Linked DNA regions of Mus musculus: region 2 is linked to region 1. A link is a contact called in public ChIA-PET data. All regions are on one chromosome and are shown on one strand. Each heading gives the region's core, a stretch centred on a gene start, on an enhancer-like site or on the middle of the called end of the contact. The rest is flanking DNA. Distances are from core to core; before and after follow the strand shown.

Region 1 (3,893 bases), core at 1,020-3,519:
AGGTAGGACAGTGCAAGAGAGAGAGAGAGAGAGACCGCAAAAATGAACGAGGTCTCATTATTAAGCGCAGGCCAGCCTTGAACTTGAAGTGATCCTCCTGCTTCGTCTCCACCATGCCCAGGATGTCATTCAGTACTGCTTTTGTAAGTATGTGTAACTGTAGTAAATGTTGGAGAATCCGGAAGCCTTTTCTCCACTGTATAGCTTGTCTTTCCAGTGAGCACCAGTAGGTGGCAGCCGTGCCCTCCTAGGCTTGAGACTTAGTTATCTGAGAAGACAGATCATTGGCTCAAAAGTAGAGAACTCAAGGTCAAAATGGCTAAGCTTGCTGGTTAAGAATACTTCGTCTGGCCGGGCGTGGTAGTGCACGACTTTAATCCCAGCACTTGGAAGGCAGAAGCAGGTGGATTTCTGAGTCTACAAAGTGAGTTCCAGGATAGCCAGGGCTATACAGAGAAACCCTGTATCGAAAAAAAAAACAAAAACCAAAAACCAACCAACCAACCAACCAAAAAAACCCCCAAAAAACAAAACAACCTCCCCCCCCCCCCAAAAAAAAGAATGCTTCGTCTGCATTATCAAACCAGCTTAGAGGACACTGCTCTGGACCATCGAGTGGTGCTTAGGATAGGCAAAGGCACCGAGCATGGCTGCTCATAGGGCTTGGGGTTTTTACCTCTCAGCCCCATGACTGTACTTGTTTAACAGCTCTTAGTACTAAATCACCTTTAACCAGGAGACAGAGTCTTTACTCTGGTTTTATAACTACACATTCTCTGGGAGATAAAATTACTGACATTCTGGTATATCTCAGTGATAATTATGTATTTAGAATATACCTTATTTTGTGTGTGTGTGTTTTGTTTTGTTTTTTTTTTCTGAGTTCGAGGCCAGCCTGATCTACAGAGTGAGCTCCAAAATAGCCAGGGTTGCACAGAGAGTCTCCAAAATAAAATAATACCAAATATTATACAGTTACTAATTGTAAACCAGCTTTTTTTCTCCTAGCAGAAGAAATTGTTCTCAACTATCAGTAGATTTTTAACGCTGTTTTAAATGATGTTTGGATTGCAAAAATATACTAAGACATTAAAGAGAACTTTAATTAAACTTTAAGTAAAGAGACTATAATATGATATTTGTTTCTCTAGATGAACATTACTCGGAAGCTTTGGAGTCGAACCTTCAACTGTTCGGTCACCTGCAGCGACACGGTGTCCGTGGTTGCTGTGTCTGTGTTCATTCTCTTCCTGCCTGTCGTCTTCTACCTCAGTAGCTTCCTTCACTCAGAGCAAAAGAAACGCAAACTCATTCTACGTAAGTTCCCTTCTGTAGTCATCCATCCATTTAGCCGAGCACCTACGTAAAAGATTACGGGGTCAAAAAAGATTACGGGGTCAAGGGGCTGGGGGTACAGCGTCAAAGCTCTTACCTGTATGCACAAGGCCGTGGATTCAACCTTCATCATCATAATGTAGGGGAAAGGTACAGATCTATTTAAGAAAGATGTGGCTAGTGCCTTTACCTGCCGAGCCATCACCAGACTTTGTGCTCTTTCTTTATGGCACGCAGGCAGTAAGCCGGCGGCTTTGCTGCTGCTGACAGCTGAGGTCACTTAACTCTCTCATTTGTTTGTTCTACTTGATTCGTCTCCCTTGATTGGATCATAAAGATCATCAGAAGAAGAAGTTGTTTCCTTGTATACCGTCTGTCATATTGCCAGTACCTAGAAAGTGCCCGGGCATAGTGAGTGCTCGCAGACATTTGTTGTACAAAAGAATACTATAGTCTGTTTTAATGTTAGCATCAAAATACTATCCCTGTGAAATTCTTTATGGAAAAAAAATCTTGGATCAAATAATGTCAGGCAATATGGCTTTCAGGAGGCAGAAGCAGATGGATCCTTGAGTTAAAGCCAGCCTGGTCTACATGACGAGTTCTAAGCCAGCCATGGCTTCACAGGTCAAACCTGACTCAAAAACAAACAAATTAACACAGCAAAAGACCAAAGCAAATAAACAATAAAACCATACAGAGAGAAAGACAGACAGACAGACAGACACATACAATAACCCCAAATACTCGTGTGAGTGAAGAGTTCATGTGCCGATGCTCATGGCCGATTGCTCTCCCTCCCCCCACCTCCTGCCTTCCTCCCTGCATGAACTGATGACATGTGACTGCTCTGTGGCATGGTTATGTCTTTGAGAGTTGTGCAGAGCTTAAAACAAGGCAAGGAAATAGAGGCGCCTGAGCCCTGCTGCAGCTCCTCCTATGAGGCCAGCAGTTCTCAGATCTCAGCCTGTGCCACTCCCACCACGGGTGCCACTCCCACTGCAGGTGACACTGTGGGTTTTCAGTTCTAGAGCATGAGAAACATTTGCACTCAACTGTTCAACGCACGACCTCGCCAGGTGGCTATGGGCCATGATTCTATTTAAACCTAGTGGCTCAATGCCATGGCCATCATAATCATAGCTGAATATTACATATTTTGCTAATAGTGCTATATGTGATATATAACTCAACTTTAAAAGAACCATTCTTTTTAAAACTAGAGTCTTTTTTTCTTATTTATTTATTTATTTATTTATTTATTTTTGACTCATGGTTTCTCTGTGTAGCTCTGGCTATCCTGGAACTTGTGCAGTAGACCAGGCTGGCTTCAAACTCATAGAGATCCACTTCTGTCCGCTGGGATTAAAGGTTCCTGCCACTGCTGCCAACTCAGAATAATGTATTTCATTGTGACATTTACACACACACACACACACACACACACACACACACACAATATGTGTGTTTTGTTGTTCTTGCTTGGTGTTAGGTATTGAAGCTAGAACTTTATAAGTGTTAGCAATACCCTTTACCACTGAACTGGCGCCCAGCATGAATGTGTTGAGATAGGGTCTCGCCGTGTAGCACAGGCTAGCCTGGAATTTGCTATGTAGGCCAGGCTGGCTTCAAACTCACAATCCTCCATTCTTAATCTCCTAAGTTCCAGGATCACAGGCACACACCGCGTGCCCTACTTGAAAAAAAAATGCTTTTGTCTGAAAATAGAGGCAATGTTCTGTCCTTCGGTACGTATTCTTTCCTTTCCCTGATTGTATTAGCTATGGTGGTGTCTTGGTCCAGCTCTTAGGAGGAATTCTTCAGACTTCGTAATTAACAATGACTGGGGTAGAAGCTTTGTAAACACTCTTGTCTTTTAAGAGATGTTTAGAGCTTGATTTCTAGCTTGGACTTTCCTTGTTATTCTTTATGTACACGTTAACATTGCAGTGCTCAAGAAAGCGTGGATGCCTGTTTTATTAGGTACTGCTCTTAACAAAGTCATGGGTAGTAGCTTCTACTTAATTTAATTTTATGCTCTTCATTAAAAAAAAAACCTTAGGTTTTACGTCTAGGAAAATTGGATCAAGCCATGTTAAGCCAATCAATAGACAATATAGTGGTTTGCATGTAAGCACTGGGTAAGCCCTCGAGAGCAGGAATTTAAACTCAGCCCTGTGTCTCTCCCCAGCCAAACGTCTCAAGTCGAGCACCAGTTTTGCCAACATTCAAGAAAATGCCACCTGAAGCCTGCAAAACGGGGACTCGACCTCACGTTGTGCCAGTAAGTGTTAGACCACAGCACAGTCGAGAAGAAGATGAGCCAAGGTCGGACAAGTTGCATTCTCACGAAATGTTGGGACTGCAGACCTATAATTTATTCTGAATAAGGGTTCTCAAATTCCCTTTTCCTGAGCACCCCTTTTTTTTTTTTTGAAGATTTCTGTATTTTTAGTTTTCAAACATAGCAATGTTACATATTTTAAGGTATATCTGTTACAATAACAAGTGAGGGCTTTTTTCTCAGGCATATGAATGACTACTGGACACTTCTGATT
Region 2 (3,893 bases), core at 626-3,125, 260 kb after region 1:
TTAAATGTTTTATGAAACACATTATTCCCTTTGTGAAGATTTTAGATAAAAGATGTGGCCTGTGTGTATGAGTCTGTGTGTGTATTTGTGTATCTCTCTCTGTGTGTCTGTCTGTGCCTCTGTGTGTGTATGTGTCTGTTTATGGGGCTGGAGAGATGACTCAGCAGTTAAGAGCACTGACTGCCCTTCCGAAGGTCCTGAGTTCAAATCCCAGCAACCACACCGTGACTCACAACCCTCTGTAATGGGATCCTATGCCCTCTTCTGGTGTGTTTGAAAACAGCCTACAGTGTGTTTGAAAACAGCTACAGTGTACCCAAATATAATAAATAAATCTTAAGGAAAAAAAAAAAGAGTCGCCACTTTCTGAAACCAGATCACTATGTTTATAAAAAAAAAAAAAAAGGATGTCTCTGTGTGTGTCTGTATGTCTTTCTGTGCCTGTCTATAAACCTGTGTGTGTATATTTGTGTCTGTCTGTGTGTGTGTGTCTATGCATCTCCAGATACTGGAGTTGAAAAATCTAAGAAGTGGTTGTGAGGATAGCAGCTATTGCATGTTCTCAAATATCTTTCCAGCTTTGTAGTGCAGAGGCGCGGCATGGTCTGGTGCGGCATGGTCTGTTACGTGTAGGCATTTCCTCTTATTGTAGCAGGGCCTGTTCTGTGCACAGCTAGATGACCAGAACAGTCCTGGTGCCTAGACTTGTTCCTCTGAATCAGCTGAGTGGAAATGTCAGGACCTGAGGACCTGGATGCCGCAGGAAAGGCCTTACTGGAGAGGCCTCGGCCAGGAACAACTGCCTAAGCGTTTCACTTATGTCTGCCAGGGAGGACATGGGCCTGTTATTTCTCTTCCACAGGATTGCCAATTTTTTCCCCTTTCAGAAATAAAAGAGCAGAGAGAACGCCTCAGCAAAACCTGTGCTCAGAATTGATAACTTGGGAAGAGATGCTGGGCTGAGGGTTTGAGAATCAAACCAGATGAACAAAATTATACACTTCTTAGGAAAACCGTACAATACCGTTTGTGCCCACCGCCCCTGCCCATGACAGCCAGAACCTGATGATGCCACAGAATAATTCTTTAAATTAAAATGGGTTTAAAATTAAATGTATATTCTTTTAGAAGGGTTTGTTGAATCTCTGAAGAAAACTAGAAACACCCAATGTTCTGTTGAACACAGTCATCATTAGAAAGTCTTGAAGGACCTTCTGATCTCTCCCTGAGAACTATTCTAGAGAGAGGATACCTGGAGAGCTATCCCAGTGCATAAGTAACGGGATATGCACTCAAAAGATAACCTACCCCACTTTCCCCAGTGGAGGCAGGCTCGAACTGTTTAGATCATGGATAAAGACATGTTTTGGTTTTTTGCTTTTGTTTTTTACATAAACACACTCAGAGCTGAGTCCCTGCTCTGCTTGTGTGTTGCCACATGATTTTGCTCTGTTCCATGAGAGGTCCAGACTGGGAGCCCCTGGGGGAATCCAGCAGATGTCCAGATGTCCAGAGGCACCAACGGTCCTGCGTCCTTCCATATTGCCAAGTTAGCACCAGCTGCCCGGGAGCCCACTCTGGGCTCTGCAGAGCTAGGGATGCTGGAGCCGCAGCCCCTTTGTGTCTCTCCCTCCAAGGCTTAGTTAGCCTCATCCCACAGGATTCCTTCACGGACAATTGGAAGCTGGGTTTTTGGAAATCTAGTATTTACTTGAAAGAGGATCACTCTTATTTACTGCCACCAGTTAAAGATTAGGGCAACATGTCTGCTAACAATTTGCTTTGTGTAATTTTGTTTTAATGCTAATAAGCAACAGCTGGGACACTTCCTGTGGTAACTTCCTCTGTGGCTACAGTACAGTCAGCACACAAGACTGCACCAAGTGCTGCACTTACGAGCACACACTGGTCTGGAGACGCTGTGCTACGCAGCCAGCTGTACATTTCCCTAAGCTGTGCCCCTGGCCAACCTGCTAGACTTCCTACCTGAGACCTTGGGCTTCTTGGCACACTTACCAAGACACCGTTTCCCAGGCCAGCTGCCATTGGGACCAGGAGTTGATACTGTGACACAGGATGGCAGAACAGGAAGATGACAAAGAAGAAGAGGGCGGAGAACTGGCTTGGCAGTGACAGAATGGCGATTCTTGATAGTGTGGGGACAGCAGCATCTTTCTCTCTAAACATATCCATGAACCACTCAGGCTTGCTCTGTCACCTACTTGACCACATGGCCCGCGCCACGGCGCTGAGGCAGAAAAGTAGTCTACCAGTGGGTCCGGCACGGGAACGAACCAACAACATGCTTCTTCAAACCATGAAATGAGACATGGCGTCATTTTCCTGCAGCCGTGAACTATCAAAGGCTACTTTCACCACAAAAGGAAGCAGCCTAAAATCGTGTGATGTCTCTGCCTCCCCACCCAGGGTTGGACCGCCTTCCCTACAGTCTAGCGAAGCTCTCTGCTTGGCTTCTTCCCATCATAGGGAGTTCCCTCCCTGAGCAGCTGGCTTATCTCTCTGTTGCACAACTCTGGTTGTGAAAAAGTTTACTTCTCAGGGAGTCACAGATGTCCGTGAATCAGATACAAATATTCAAGGTGAAGTAAATTCTGAAATTTTTGTCTGTTTAATAGAGTTTATCCATGCAGTAGCCAAATCTACACCACAAACAGACATTGGCTAGTTGATCTCAACACTCGGCTCCCTGTCTTTGTGGTAGAAGAGTAGACACATATAAGAGTTGTGCCCAGAGGCTGCAGTTAGGTTTCCATTGCTACAATAAACACCATGGAAGAGCAATGTTATGGGTTGAATATGCTTGGCCTATTGGACGTGACACCATTAGGAGGTGTGGCCTTGTTTGAGTGGGTGTGGCTTTGTTGGAGGAAGAGTAGGGGTGGGTTTTGTGGTCCTATGCCCAAGTTCTACCCAGTTAGGAAAAGACAGACCCCCCCCCCTCCTAGCCTATAAAAGATAGTCCTCTCCTGGCTGCCTTCAGATCTAGACATAGAACTCTCGGCTCCTCCAGCACCATGTCTGCCTGCACACTGCCATGTTTCCTGCCATGATGATAATGGATTGAACTTCTTAAACTGTAAGCCAAACCCCAATTAAATGTTTTCTTTTATAAGAGTAGCCTTGGTCACGGTGTCTTTTCACAGCAGTGAAACCCTAACAAAGGCAAGCAACTTGGGGAAGATAAGCATTTGGATTGGTTTTGCTTTTCATCTGCCACATCACAGTTCATCACCAAGGGAAGTCAGGGTGGGAACTCAAACTGGGCAGGAATGTGGAGGCGGGAGCCAATAAAGAGGAAATGCTGTTTACTGGCTTGCTTTTGCTGGCTTACTCAGCCTGCTTTCTCATATAGCCATAGGACCACCTGCCCAGGGATGGCACCACCTACAATGGGATGGGCAATCACTGAATTTACAGCAATCACTGAAAAGATGCACTACACACTTGCCTTCAGGCCAAATTGTTGTTGAGACAGAGTCTCACTATGTAGCCCTAGCTATCCTGAAACTCACTATGTAGACCAGGCTGGTCTGGAATTCACAGAGATCCTGCCTCTGACTACTGAGTGCTGGGATTAAAGGCATTCGCTACCATGCCCAGCTATTAATTGATTGATTGATTAATTAATTAATTAAGTTCATGTGTATAGATGTTTTGTCTGTCCACAAGAAGAAGGCTTCAAATCCCATAGGACTATAGTTATAGATGGTTGTGAGCCACCATATGGGTGCTGGGGTTGAGCTCAGGAGCTCTGCAAGAGCACCCTGAACTCTCAACTGCTGAGCGTCTCTCTGACCCCTCTCCAGGCCAATCTTATGGAAGCATTTTCTCAGCTGAGGGTCCTCCTTCCTAAATGACTCTAGCTCGAGTCA

The links. ChIA-PET counts read pairs in DNA pulled down with a chosen protein or histone mark.
Region 2: a contact with region 1 is called in an RNA polymerase II ChIA-PET map of memory CD8 T cells, with 151 read pairs. The contact joins two enhancer-like sites. A contact is called at or near these places in 5 of 39 promoter capture datasets (the 3T3-L1 cell line, the C10 cell line, liver and 1 more), 1 of 15 datasets of contacts at CTCF or cohesin (pro-B cells), 2 of 484 Hi-C or Micro-C datasets (Th2 cells and cortical neurons) and 7 of 115 datasets of contacts at active chromatin or transcription factors (the 230-238 cell line, T-cell acute lymphoblastic leukemia, bone marrow-derived macrophages and 4 more).

What each region holds. Positions count from the first base shown.
Region 1 is chr10:42,696,957-42,700,849 of GRCm38.p6, forward strand. Ostm1 (osteopetrosis associated transmembrane protein 1) reads left to right here. Exons shown (of 6, transcript NM_172416.3): 5 at 1,152-1,317; 6 at 3,527-3,893. The coding sequence ends at 3,582. Among named protein-coding and RNA genes, the nearest start is that of Ostm1, 20 kb to the left of the region's middle. Within about 2 kb of position 2,270, at least 36 of the 459 cell types and tissues checked have an H3K27ac peak or open chromatin away from gene starts, as enhancers often do. A contact at or near this core is called in T-cell acute lymphoblastic leukemia, double positive thymocytes and memory CD8 T cells, where this site is marked.
Region 2 is chr10:42,960,441-42,964,333 of GRCm38.p6, forward strand. Scml4 (Scm polycomb group protein like 4) reads left to right here. Exons shown (of 9, transcript NM_172938.3): 9 at 1-342. Among named protein-coding and RNA genes, the nearest start is that of Gm5079, 29 kb to the right of the region's middle. Within about 2 kb of position 1,876, at least 124 of the 459 cell types and tissues checked have an H3K27ac peak or open chromatin away from gene starts, as enhancers often do. A contact at or near this core is called in T-cell acute lymphoblastic leukemia, double positive thymocytes and memory CD8 T cells, where this site is marked.